Regions from separate parts of the Sus scrofa genome. Here region 1 is linked to region 2. A link is a contact called in public HiChIP or PLAC-seq data. All regions are on one chromosome and are shown on one strand. The core of a region is the stretch at or near the end of the contact, and the rest is flanking DNA. Distances in the headings are between cores, read along the strand shown. Region 1 has its middle 39 kb from the start of MICAL2. Region 2 overlaps MICAL2 (F-actin-methionine sulfoxide oxidase MICAL2).

Region 1 (7,393 bases), core at 3,079-5,578, 160 kb before region 2:
GCTTGAATACAAATGTGCCTCGGCTCCCCGTGTGGGGCTGCCATGTCTGTCCCTCTGCTCTCTGGGAGCCACGCCTGAGGGGTGCTCCCCAGCAATTGCACCTGGCAATCACGACCTTCAGTTCTGGGGGCTTTGGGGGAGCTGTGAGGGTGGTAGGGGTGCTCAGCCTCCGTGTTTGGCCCCAGTGCAGCTCTGACATCAATCTGTCAGTGCAGAGGACACTTTTAGATGCAAGTCTGCTGGTGTGGGGACTTTAGGAGAACAGGAATCCCTGGCTGTGAAATTGCTGGCATTTCATGATGTGAGAGAAGATTTACAAGCTCCATGCTGTGCTAGGCTGTAAAACCAAGCCCAGTAGTTATGCAATCAAGCCTGTGGGGCAGGCAGAAGGCAAGGAGGTGGCAGGTGGAAACAGGGGAAGCCACCTCCTCACTGTGCCTGGGACCCCCCGGACCCAGTTACACACCTATGGGGGGCTCAGGTCAAGGTTCTTCCTCCAGCCATATCCGCCTTCTGGGGAGGATCTCCCGGTAGTGGTTAGGGAACACATGGGCCAGTAGTAGTAAGTGAGATGGTGGATTCAGAATGGAGAAGTTTCAAAGGTCCCCTTACCTGATGCTCCCTTAACAGGGTACCTTCCTTGCTAAGAGTCTGTTCTCCTGCTTGGCATTCAACCCTATGACCCATTCCAAAGGAGACACCCAGAATGTACTCTCCCATGATCCTATTTAATTTTTTGTACAATTAATAAACTTTTTGTCTTCCCCACTAAAATAAAAGCTCCCTGGCAGAAGGAATCTCAACTGTCTGGCCCTCAAAGTATTGCTGGGCTGCCATACGTATATGTTGGCAGAATAAATGAAAGAATAAATATTTGGATGCTTCCAGGGGTGGGGAACTCACCACAGCCCGTCCTGCAAAGCTCTTGGCCATTGGCTCTTCCTCAGCTGGCTGCCTTTATCTCCATGTGGCCTTCCTTCCTGTCTTCACTTGCAGGGCCCCTTCTGAATAAGTCCACTCCTCCTCCCCATCGGAGCCATCCAGGGATGTGAAAACAGTGGCTCCCTTCATGCTTTCCAGGATGAATGTCACTGTTTCTTTCAGCTTTCTTCCAGGTATCACCTGTGTCACCCTAGCTATCCTCCTCCAAAGGGCTCTAATGGGTCACAGACCCTCAACAAGCTAGGCTAACTCTTTCGAGACCCTTAGCAAGTCTTGACAGTTTGCCGATTTTGAAACCCTCTTCCCCCAACACTCTATCTATCTATCTATCTATCTATCTATCTATCTATCTATCTATCTATCTATCTATCTATCTATCTATCTATCTATGTTTTTAGGGCCGCACCCATGGCATTTGGAAGTTCCCAGGCTAGGGGCTGAATTCGGAGCTGCAGCTGCCGGCCTACCCCACAGCCACAGCCACACCAGCTCCGAGCCGCGTCTGCACCCTATACCAAGCTCATGGCAATGCTAGATCTTGAACCCACTGAATGAGGCCAGGGTTCAAACCTGCATCTTCATGGATACTCCTCAGGTTCGTTACCGCTGAGCCATGACAGGAACTCCCCCCAACAAATATTTAGATCTCTTCTTCACATGCAGAGTTTTTAGGTAGGAAATGAGTCAATCGATGTAACTGAGGATTGATGGTTTAAACCAGTTCCAACTCTGCTCCTTGCTCAATTTTTCCAATTATAAGCAGCTGCAAGTAGGGGCCCCCAGATTTGGGGGAGCGGCAAATGGCTCTACTGACTTTGCCCCCACCCCCAAGATTCTCTGGACCAAAGTGAGAGGTGTGGGACTGAAGGCAGGGTGAAAGGCATGGTGCCCCTGGACAGAGAAGGGGACCCGCTCTTTCTCTCCATCAAGGATAGTGCTTACTTGGTGGAGGGGCAGGGCACTGGGGGGCTTGGACCCTTAAGGAGCGGCTACCAATCAGATTTGACAGGGGGGAAGTTGCATTTGAAAACTGATGTACAATATTCATATTATTTTCATGCGTTAATCTGCAAGTCAAAGTTCAGCAGTTTTAATGCCTAGTAGGGAAAGAAAACAGAGTGCCCCAGGGTTTTGCGTGAGTGAGTTTCTGAAGGTCAGCAAACTGGCTGGGACTCTGCACCTGCTCAGCTCCCCCAAGCTTGGCGCAGCATCTCACACTGATGGCCCCCTGGTACATCCCTCCTGACTGCCCCTCCACCTACTGGCCGCAGGGGCTCTTTCAGCCACAGGGGCAGGACCCAAGCGCACAAGAGGACTGAGCCGAACTCTGCCTCCTTGGTGGGTCGCTCTGGGAACCCAGGAGGAAACCACGTGGAAACCACGTGGCTGGGCTTAATAACCCAGGCAGGGAAGGGCTGGAGTCTGCTGGGGCCACCTGGCCCACGTCAGCTGCTGCTCTGGCCTGTGCCCCTTGGTGGTGTTCAGCCCCTCAAGATGGGCCTGAGGCCTGAACCTGTGAATGTTAAAGTATTAAGATTTCTGGATGCTATTTTGCAGGTGCTCAAAAAGGAAGGGAGGAGCAAGGATACCTTAGATCCACTGTGCATTGATAATTTCTTTTTTCTTTTCCTTTTTGTCTTTTTAGGGCCACATCCGTGACATATGGAGGTTCCCAGGCTAGGGGTCTAATTGGAGCTACAGCTGCTGGCCTATGCCACAGCCAGAACCACACCAGATCCGAGCTGCATCTGCAACCTACACCACAGCTCATGGCAACACCAGATCCTTAACCCACTGAGCAAGGCCAGGGATTGAACCTGCAACTGCATGTTCCTAGTCGGATCCGTTTCTGCTGCGCCATGATAGGACCTCCGATGGTCTCATTCATTCATTCATTCATCCAACATCCATCCATCCTTCAGTTAGCACGTGTTCAGGGCCAACGGCAACTTTCTTTTCCATCCTCCCCTCTTCCAGCAGCCCCCACTTTCCGTCTCTTAGGGATTTGTAAAAGTTTCTAAATAAAACATTCAACACTAAAACTAACTGCCCAGGAAAAGCCAATATGTATATATGCTATTTAATTTTCAAAAAAAAAAAAACATTTTTGCAATAAAAATACCAACATTTTTGGGAAAAAGTACACATTCCCATTCCATCTCCAGTCTAATAAACTGTCCCCAAGTCATGTCTCATGGCAAATTTCTACACTTCCATATCATTCTGAAAATCATCCTGGTTTGACATATTTTACAGGGGAGGGTTGAGGGGACTGGTGGCTTGGACAACAGCTTCATCAGAGAAAAGGAACAGAATGGGTTTCATCATCTGTGAAACCCTGGTTGGGCTGCTGGGGCTCGGACAACTCTCAATGTCCCTTAGAAAGAAAAGGTGACTTAAAACCTCAGACTGTCACACAGCAAATACACAGAAACAAAACCTTAGGAGATTGGCTGTTGAGGGCCTGTTGAAATTGGGATCTGCCCTCCATGAAAGAGAGAAGCCCTATTCTGGGCTCATGACCAGGGGACTCTGTGAGGTGCCCTGGTAGATGAAACACTAGATTTGGGGAGTGGATTAGGATGTTTCTGCCACCAGTGAATTCTCTGACATCCCCACTGCTCACCTGGTCCACACATGGCAGGGCCCCCTGCCCCACCAGAAGCGAAGTCAATATTTACCTGAAAGATGTTTATCACACCTATGTACTGCTTTTTTTTTTTTTCTTTTTTTTTTTTGCTTCTTAGGGCCACATCTGTGGCATATGGAAACTCCCAGGCTGGAATCGGAGCTACAGTTGTTGGCCTACGCCACAGCCACAGCAATGCAGGATCCGAGCCGTGTCTGCGACCTACACCACAGCTGATGGCAATGCCAGATACTTAACCCACTGATCGAGGCCAGGGATCGAACTTGCATCCTCATGGATACCAGTTGGATTCATTTCTGCCGTGCCATAACAAGAACTCTGCCGCCTATGTGCTACTTTTAATTGGAGCCCACCATCCATGCAATGGATATTTAGGGGACAGGCTTGGGGATCGTGGCCCACCAGTTTTTCAGCTCTCACTAGTGTCTGAATCCTGGTTTAGGCATAAATGTCTTGGTGCCCCATTCTCCCCACATCGAATGTGGGAGGTTACACAGTGATAAACCCTGAGAAGCTCATAGCAGCCGCTGTTGTGTAAACAATGAGCAGTTCAGAGTGTTCTGAGGGCCCTTGCGCTGTTCCGGAAGGTCTGTGTCATTGGACCTGTGAAATCTGAGGCCTGGAAGGTGATGAAGATGGGAGCACATTGTGTCCACCTCCCTGGTACCTGGAGTGAGCGCCACCAGCGCACGCCGTGTACCCTGGCTTTACAGCTCCCTGTCTCAGCGCTGGCCAAGGTCAGTGGTTTTGCACCCTGCTAGCATTTATAGCTTTAATTGTGGTGCTGAAAGTCCCAGTGCCTCCCTCTCCAGGTCTATTTCAGTCAGAGGAAAGGGATCCCGCAGGGGTGGCGTGTGTGTGTGTGTGTGTGTGTGGTGGTGTGTGTGGTGGGTGTGTGTGTGTGTGTAGCCAGAGCCTTACCCCCTCAACAGGTGTCTGAGCTCATGGACTTGGCTCAGGCAGCTGCCCTTCAGGGCCAGCTCTGCTGCGATCGGCCATGTGCTCTTGGGGCTGACTTTCCAATCTTGCTAAGACTCCATCCCCTATCTCTAAATTGGAGATTAAAAGTACCTACTACACAGGATTGTTGGTCCATTGAACTTCATGTAAAAGGCAGAGCATAGAGCTTGGCATAGAATGAGCTCCATCAATGGAAACATCCTTCTTCCCTTCGTGGGTTCTTCTTGCTGTGGGTTGCCCAGGCGAGTTGGGGAGAAGCTGCCTTCTCTTGCAGTCCTGGGATCCCCAGTGGGGATATATCTCACACTTGTCTTGCCTGCTTGTTGGCTGGCCTTCCAGAACTTTCTACTTCTTTTGGTGCCAGAAGCAACAGGGGCTCCTCAGGACTCACTGTCCACCCAACCTGATGAGCCACAGACTCAATCTTCCATAAGGAGTCACAGGTAAGATACTGACCACTGCCTAGAACAGACCGCTCTGGGGTCCCAGCCCTCCCCAGCCTTCCTGTCAATGATTGTGTACATTGGCTCTGGGTTCCCAGGTTCTGTTCTCTGCTTAAGTGATGAGAACAACCCTCAGCTCTTACTTTAGCGAGGTACAGGGTCATCTAGATGTCAGATCCTTCCATCATCTGCCCAGAAGGACCATTTCGGAAAATAGGTCACGTGTTTCCAAGATCATAAGATCTTTCTGCCTACTCCTGCCCCCTGCCCACCCCCACCACACACACACACATACACACACTCACCCACACACATTCCCCTGTTTCTCCACCCGTGAAATCCCAAACTCCAGGTGCTTGACCACTGGGCTCATATCTTGTTGTTCTTGTTTGGCTGGTTGTGGTTTCACTTATACTGCAGGTTTTGGGTAAATTGTCTTTGAGCCTTTAGAAAGTAAACAACATAAAGATAAATCGGTGTAGAAGCTATTCAAAATATTAACTTGTGTGACTCAGTAACTAGTTTCTGGGTTGACCTCGGAATCAAAATTTTCTGAAGATCTCTGTTTAGTGAAGAGTATGTGGAGATTACAGGAGGTTAAAATACACTGGCTACTGTTTGCAGTTATTTCTTTTGTCTTTTTAGGGCTGCATCAGTGGTATGTGGAGGTTCCCAGGCTAGGGGTCTAATCGGAGCTACAGCTGCCGGCCTCGGCCGAAGCCCCAGCAATGCCGGATCCGAGCCACCTCTGCAACCTACACCACAGCTCACAGCAACGCCAGATCCTTAACCTACTGAGCAAGGCCAGGGATTGAACCCGCAACCTCATTTCCTAGTCGGATTCGTTTCCGCTGCACCACAACGGGAACTCCTGTTTGCAGTTACTTCTTTGTGTTGATGAGGGTTTCCTCGATAAGGTACAACCCATCAATACAAAACATGGAAATAAGTCAGATGCAGAGGCTGCCCACAGCTGAGTCACACAATTCCTGATTTCCCTTTTTTGTGTTTATCAAGTGACCTTCTTGTTCCGTCTATGTCACAGATCAACTTATAATTATAAGTAAATGTGATATCTACTTGCACAATCAAATACCATATAAACTGTATGAAATAACGCTTAGGTAAGTTCTTTGAAAGTATTTGTGCATTGTCAGTGTTTGGCTAACCACTAGCAAAGATCCCTCACATTTCAATGTCTTCATTTATGTCGAAATGCAATGTGAGTCAGCAGGGAGACAGTTCCACTTCAGGGATCCTGAGTTCTTATACCCTGTGGCTTCCCCTTCCCCTGGGTTCTCGGATTCAGCTCACGCACGGGAAAAGCGTGGAGGCTTCTAAGAGGGTTTTGTGGCTGGGTCTGTAAGTGGTGCCCATTCCTTCTGTTTACTCCCCATTGGCCACAACTCCATTGCATGGTCATCACACCTGAATACAAGGCAAGAAGTGTGTGTCCAGTGAGATGAGAATATATGAATATATGTTAAGAATAGCAGAATCTGCTATAAATATGTAACTTCAGAGTTCCCTGGTGGCTCAGTGGGTTAAGGATCCAGTGTCATTGCTGTGGCTCTGGTTACTGCTGTAGCTCAGGAACTTCTGCATGCTGCAGGCATGACCAAAAAAAAAAAAAAAAACTTGGGCAGGCAGCTTGATGGCCTTCCAAAGATGCCCAGATGCCCATGTCCTAATGCCCAGAACCTGTATGTTACCTTACATGCAAAAGGGACTTTGCAGATGTGATTAAGAATCTTAAGATAAGGACATTTTACTGGATAATCTGGGCATAATTGCAAGAGTTGTTGGAAGTGGAAGAGGAAGGCAGGAGAGTCAGAAAGAGATCTGAAGATGGTACACTGGTGGCGTTGGATGTGGAAAAAGAGGCTGAAAGGCAAGGACTGTAGGCAGCCTCTAAAAGCTTCAGAGGCAAAGGAATGGATTCTCTTCTAGACTCTCCAGAAGAAATGCAAGCCTTGCAGACACCTTGATTTTAGCCCTATGATGTGCATTTCAGGTTTCTGATCTCCAGGACTATAGGATAGTAAGCTTATACTGTTTTAAGCCACAAAGTGGCAATTTGCTACAGAGCCCTAGGAAAGAGCTCATCCTACTTTGCATCCCTACTGTGTGCCTGGTCCCTAGTAGGGACACATAGTAAGTGCATTTTTCATATGGAGTTTGGTGGGGAGCAAAGCAAATCTGTGAAGCAGAAACTGAAGTCATCAAGGAAGGTGGGGCTGCATCCTAAAAGTTGGGGGAGAGTGGTCAGGGAGCCCAGGTAAGAGAGGGGATTGAACTTCCAGAAAGGAGGAGCCTTGGGAGGTGGTGGCCTGGGAACAGCTGAGTAAGGAGCACGCACCCCCACGATGAGGGGTTTCGCATGGAGTCAGGGGAGCCA
Region 2 (6,625 bases), core at 1,260-3,759:
AGCTCACAGCAATGCTGGATCCTTAACCCACTGAGCAAGGCCAGGGATGGAACCTGCATCCTCATGGATACTAGTAGGGTTCATTAACCACTGAGCTACGATGGGAACTCCTAGGACCCCATCATTTGCATTTCTAGGAAGTTCTCCAGTAATGCTTCTGCTGCTGGCTGGGGATCCGACTTTGAGAAATACTGCCTTAGCTCTCATCTACAGCATTGCTTTAAATGCAGAAACCTAGTCTATAAAGTGTTTTGCAATTGGTGAAAAGCCCAAAAAGATATAACCCAGTCCTCTAATTGAGTTGTTCCTACCAGGGTATGTGGGTTTTCGCACACAGCAGGAAGATGGTAGAAAAATGCTTTAGCAGTCTTTGGAGAAGTCCCACAGCTCTTTTGCATCTCTGGCCACATCGAAGCCACTGTGAATGGGACTTGGAATCCGACAGGCTGAGGTTCAGATCCTAATTCTGTCGCCACTTAGCTGCTATGCCACAGACAGCACTGTGCCTCCTTGCAGCATGTACTCAACTCTGACTCGAAATACTGGTCCACAGCCCTGAAGGGCCTTATGACTTTTAAAAGAAATAGTGGCTTAATCATATTGCAATACACTTATGTATCAAATCAACATGTTGTACACCTTAAACTTACACAATATTATATCTCCCTTTAAAAAGAAAAGGAGTAGGGAGTTCCTGTCCTGGCTCAGCGGAAACCAATCTGACGAGCATCCATGAGGACACAGGTTCAATCCCCGGCCTCGCTCAGTGGGTTAAGAACCCAGCGTTGCTGTGAGCCGTGGTGTAGCTTGCAGAATTGGCTTGGATCTGACGTTGCTGTGGCTGTAGTGTAGGCCAGTTCCACAGCTCTGATTCCACCTCTAGCCTGGAAACTTCCATATGCCTCAGGTGTGGCCCTAAAAAGACCAAAAAAAAAAAAAGGAAAGAAAAAAGAAAAGGAATCGTAACTTTGTGGGACTGTGAAAGCTAGCTATGTTGACTTGGGTGAGGTTTTATCTTTGCCCCACCAGTATGTCTGATAAACATGAATATGCTGCAGGTAAGTAATGAGACTTTTATCGAGGCAAAGCAGAGCTCTTGACACACAGAAGGCACCGAAGAAGTAATACTGAGCCCATCCACCTTCTCTTTTCAGGAATTGATCTTGAGAACATTGTTTACTACAAGGACTGCACCCACTATTTTGTCATGACCGCCAAGAAGCAGAGCTTGCTTGACAAAGGTGTCATCATTAATGTATGTATCTCCTGGCTGTGAGGTCCTGTCTTTCCCTTTGTGACCTGGGCTGGCAGCATCAGGGGGAACAGATGTCATCCTGCCAGAGACTGAGCAAGGACCAACCACCCCCCACCCCCCCACTTCCTTCTCCTTGGTGGTGCGTGTGTGTTGGGTGTGGGAGCCCACACGGACAAATTCAGGCAGAAGTGATTCTGCAGAGCTGGGCTGGGGGCAATGCTTAGAGCCTCAGCCAGGTGTTAGGGTGGGCTTTTTCCACTAAGAGACAAGCTGAGTCTTTACCTTCCACATCTCTCATTTATCCCTGCCGCCTTTGCTGCGGGTCACACATCACTCGGAGGCAAGATGGGGGCTTCTTGTCCTAGTGGGACACAGGCACTTTCCCTTGTGAACGTCACACTGCCACCCCGTTGTCACGGTGTGGGGGAAAGCTCTACTGCACTTCAGAAGACTCAAGTTCAATCTCGGCTTGGGCCCGTCTCTAACTCAAGACTGTGACTAAACTGCTTGCCTTCTCTGTACCTCGGTCTTCTCATCTGGAGAATGGGAATAAGAATTTCTGTCTACAAGGGCTGTTCAGGAGTTCCTGTCGTGGCTCAGTGGTTAACGAACCTAACTAGTATCCATGAGGACATGGGTTTGATCCCTGGCCTCGCTCAGTGGATTAAGGACCCAGGGTGGCCATGAGCTGCAGTGTAGGTCATAGACTCAGCTTGGATCTGGTGTTGCTGTGTCTGTGACATCTGCTGGCAGCTATAGCTCCCATTCGACCCCTAGCCTGGGAACCTCCATATGCCACGAGTGAGGCCCTAAAAAGATGAAACACAAATAAATAAATAATAAAAGGGCTGTTCAGAGGAATAAGTTTTTAAATGTGTAAAGAGCACTTGGCCTGAAGTCGGTTTGGCAATTCCCTCCATTACTTCTCTGCCTGGTTTGGACACCTGCTTTTTTGTCCTGCTGGCTCCCTGGCCCCTGCTTCCTGTCTGTGCACTTTTCATGCTCAAACAAGAGAGCAGGGCTGCAACAAAGGAGCACATGGAGTGGCCGGCCCTGGGACGGCAGCTTCTTTGATTGGGCTTCAACCCTCCCTGAGCCCCTATTCCTGTTGCTGCTGCTATAGCCTCAAGATAAGGATCGTGCAGTCCAAGGTCAACCGGCTCTCCGGTGTCGGCCTGCAGCCCAGGCAGCACGGTGACCATTCATTGCTGCTTGTCAGAGAAGAATGTGCCTGTCCTCACGCCAGCTTGTGCTGGCAGCCGGCTGGGCGGCATTAGTAACCCAGCCCTCCCCTGGGCCTCCTCCACATCAGCTCAGGCCTTTGCTGAGAGCCTGAGTCGCTGGACCGGAGGTTAGGAATGGGGTGGGATTGGGAGGAGTGGGGGTTTCATGACACTGACGTAGCACAATCAGCAGATGTGTGAGCAGTGGGTTTCAACATCTGGTGCCCCCCTGCTGACCCGGTCTGTGGGAGGCGAGGCCATGTTCCCCTTTTTCCCTCTGCTCCACAGGTGTCCCTCCCAAAGTTACCTCCCCTGTTGGTTGGGATGCCTGTGTCAGATAGTGAAGAACTAATTGGGGTCTAGGGTGCAGGCACAGAGGAGGGGATTGGGAGGCTCTTGCAGGCCCACCCCTGGGGAGTCAGGCCAAGTTTGACTTGGGGTTCCTATTTCACTAGCCAAGGACTCTGGCCTCTTGGGATGCTGAGGTTCCTCCAGGTCATCTCAGGGTCTTTGTCCTGGCCACAACATGTTGCCATGGTAACTTGATTCCTTGGCTTTCATCAGAGCCCCTCTATGCTCCTGTCCCAGGTTCTGTGTCATGGCACAGGTAGGTGGGAATGCCTCGCTCTGGTCCTGCCATGGCTACAGGAGCTGGGAACAGATCCCAGGCCTGTGGTTGTTCTCACCAAGGCCTGTCTTCTCCCTCAGAGCATCTCTGAGCATCTTCTGAGCTGGTGCAGAAGGGTCTCTGGGTATAGTATATAAACTCTAGAAATTGGAGGCCATGGATGGACGTGGGAGAACTGGACACCATTTGGTTCAGGAGCCCTGACTTTACTCTCCAGGTGTCTAGCCAAGTTCTATAGCATTTGCCTAAGCTGGAAGTTGATCTGTCTACACTGAACTACTTAAATTAACATTCTTCTCTTGCTCCCAGAGGAATGGCAAGTCCTCTGTTTTCTTGTCCCTGTATAAGTCTGCATCTTTCTTAAGACACACAAGGTGCTGAGGGAATGTTTGTTGAATGACTGACTGACCTTCTTCCTCAGGGATTCCTGCTGATCTCCAGACTTCTTTCTGTGACTACTGCCGGGAGAGTAAAGTTTCTCCTCAGGAAACCCTGCCTCTGGGCTCCCAACTGTGGCCATCTTGCTCCCCCCAGGAGAGCATCCCTCCTGGACCCTACCTCTACTGGCCCATGCACATGCAGGCTTGGTCTGACCTCAGTAGGAGGGAGCTTGTTTGCCAGGTGGTTGAAGTGGACAGATACACATCACACTGGTCTTTGATGCGAAGTTGACCCTCTTTAGAAGCAGTGAACAAGCATCGCCTGACCTTTTCTTCTGGTCCACAGCCTTTCCCACCTCCACGCTTGGAAAGATTCCTATAGGATTCCCCAGCCTTCTCTCATGTTGCTGCTTCCCTTTTTACTGTCCCACCTCCATCTAGGATCCAGCCTCTCTTCAGTTCCCCAGGCCTGAAGATGGGGCCCCAATTCACCACTGGCTTTATCTTCATTTAGTGCTCCTTTTCAGCTCTGCCTACTTTATTATAGTCCTGACCCCATTTTTCTCTCTCATCTTCATTCTCACCAGCTCCCTACAAATCTGCCTCTGCCATCCACTCACTCACCGGGGACCTCCTACCCTGCAAGGCCCCTCCCAGCAGCCCTGGGCCAGGTGGCTGTCATCCCGGGGGTGTCTGCCCCTTGGCCAGGTCCCCACACTCCTGCGTGTGGCATCCGCACCAAGGGCTGCCTTCGTAGTACAATATCCGCACTTGTCCATCACCTGGTCCTCGCAAGGGTGCTTGTGGCCTGTTTTGAAGAGGGGGTATTTCTGAAATCTCTCACTTCATTCATCCACACCTTCAGGGAGGGAGTGTACCTGTGATGTAAGAACAGGTCTGAGAAAGGAAAGAGAATAACAGGAGCCCCAGCCTGAAGGCCATGACCTGACAAAGGGGCCAGCGCTGGATTCGATTTAGGTGACATGGTTCAGATGTGGACATATTAGAATTTCTGGGAAATCATGGCTGTTAGGAAAATGGACACTAGGTCACTGTTTGTAGGTGAGGCTGTGCCTTCTAAGACCTTTATAAATGCTCCTGCTGATGTCCAAGATGCACTTTGCCATATGCTGTGGTTTGTACCATCCTGACTTAATTAGGGATAGGAATTCCCATTCACTGAGCACGTCCCGGTTCCCAGGCATCAGGCTGGGGAGTTCACATACACGGTCTCATTTGCTCTTCCCATGAGTCTGTGCAGGAGATTTTGATATTCTCATTTTACAAAGAAGACTACGGAAACTCTGAGACGTTCCATAACTTGCCCAAGTTGACATAATCAGTAAACAGCAGAGATGGAATATGACCTGTTGATCTCACTGACCCCAAGGCCCGAGTTGGTCTTACAGGCTGGTTCCCTGCCCCCACGCCCCAGCCCAAGGGATTTGCACTTTCAGTATCACCTTTTGGGAAAGATAGTCTTTTCGTCTTTGTAGCCACACAAGGAGCAGCTTTGTCTCTGGGTGACGTCCAAGAGTTCATGGCCAGGGTCCCTCTAGTCCTAGTCCTCCAAGCTCAGGGTTCTCCCCCACCCCACCCCACCCCCCGCCCCAGCAGGGAAGTGTAACAATTCACACTCCAAGAGCAGGGCAGGGCCCTGAGCAGCCCTCAGCCTGTAGAGAGCAGGGATAAACCGAGAACGATTGAAGAGTCAGACCAGGCATCTGGTTCTTTTTTGGACTCATTTGACCACTCACCACAGCATTGCTGGACCCCTGTAGCTTAGCTTAGTCCATTATAAAATTACTCTTATTGACTCTTCTGTGTTTTACTTTTTATTCAAAGTTATCAGAAGAAGCAGCCCTAGGAAATGAGCTTCTGTATCTGCTGCAAGATCGCTATTGAGTTCACTGCTCATTATGACACAATGTTCTCTATCAAAATTCCTCTGTCAGACAGTTCTTTGAGAATTTACTGCCAGGAAAAAATTGCCTCCCCAAGGAATTTCTGTGCTTCCTTCTTTCTGATAAAGGAAAGCCCTGTAATATATCACATTTCCCTTTTGCTTTGGATGCCAGGAAGCTCAACGCCAAATTTGATCCTTCATCACAACTCTCTTAATGCTCACAGATGGCTGATTTGGTTCCTCTTTATTCCCTTGGCCCTGATTTTCTATTTCTGTTTTGATTAGCCTCTCTGCAAACCCACCCCAAGTCCTTTGGTGAAGAAGCGGGTGTGAATCCTTGGCCTTCCGAGCGGCAGGCTGTGACACCATGCTCTTGTTCTTTCCCCCAGGACTACATCGACACAGAGATGCTGCTGTGCGCAGAGAACGTGAACCAGGACAACCTGCTTTCCTACGCACGCGAAGCTGCAGACTTTGCCACCAATTACCAGCTGCCGTCTTTAGACTTCGCCATGAACCATTACGGACAGCCCGACGTGGCCATGTTCGACTTCACGTCCATGTACGCCTCCGAGAACGCGGCCCTGGTGCGCGAGCGACAGTCACACCAGCTGCTCGTGGCCCTGGTGGGCGACAGCTTGCTTGAGGTACCACCTGCCTTTGGAGCCCCCTCCTTGCTGCTGCGACACAGATCCCCACACGACTCTTCTAACTGGCAGTGTGCGTCGTCCTGCAGCCCCAGAAAAGGACAGGCTCTTTGCCAACTGGCAGGACTCGGCTGAGCCCATCCTGGCCTCGGAGCCTGCCCTTGGATGAAGTTCAGAGGAGCAATGCTGCCTGGGTACAAGCAGGAGAGCTTTCTCTTGCCCCTCTGAATTCTTCTGAACTGAATTTGTGGTTGAACTACAAAATGAAGCAGCCCCTGTCTCAACTTCATGGGCCAATCTTCTTGGAGCGTATAGATCCTTAGCTGAGCCAAGACTTCTTCCTCCAGGGAGATCTCTGTGGCCTTTGAGCCTAGAGATCTTATAGGAGCAAGAAAGGAGTGTGGGCCCCCAAATCTAGTTTCCATCCATGGCCTCCCTGCTCAGACTATTTCCCAGAAAATCTGCAGATGCGAGGTTTCTTAGATTAAATGAATGCTTTCAGAAGGGATAAATTTTTATCTTAATGTAAGCACTGACCAAAAAATGCGGATGTATTTATCCCAAGTTAGCATCAAATTTCAAACCA

Evidence for each region. HiChIP or PLAC-seq counts read pairs in DNA pulled down with a chosen protein or histone mark.
Region 1: an H3K27ac HiChIP or PLAC-seq map of skeletal muscle shows a contact between it and region 2, with 5 times the contacts expected there. The contact joins two enhancer-like sites. A contact is called at or near these places in 1 of 5 promoter capture datasets (liver), 3 of 47 Hi-C or Micro-C datasets (liver and skeletal muscle) and 2 of 2 datasets of contacts at active chromatin or transcription factors (alveolar macrophages and skeletal muscle).

Annotation. Positions count from the first base shown.
Region 1 is chr2:47,337,541-47,344,933 of Sscrofa11.1, reverse strand. No RefSeq gene overlaps it. Among named protein-coding and RNA genes, the nearest start is that of MICAL2, 39 kb to the right of the region's middle. Within about 2 kb of position 4,328, at least 5 of the 83 cell types and tissues checked have an H3K27ac peak or open chromatin away from gene starts, as enhancers often do. A contact at or near this core is called in skeletal muscle, where this site is marked.
Region 2 is chr2:47,177,060-47,183,684 of Sscrofa11.1, reverse strand. It overlaps MICAL2 (F-actin-methionine sulfoxide oxidase MICAL2), which reads left to right. Exons shown (of 38, transcript XM_021083313.1): 9 at 1,155-1,255; 10 at 5,782-6,039. Among named protein-coding and RNA genes, the nearest start is that of MICAL2, 120 kb to the left of the region's middle. Within about 2 kb of position 2,509, at least 18 of the 83 cell types and tissues checked have an H3K27ac peak or open chromatin away from gene starts, as enhancers often do. A contact at or near this core is called in skeletal muscle, where this site is marked.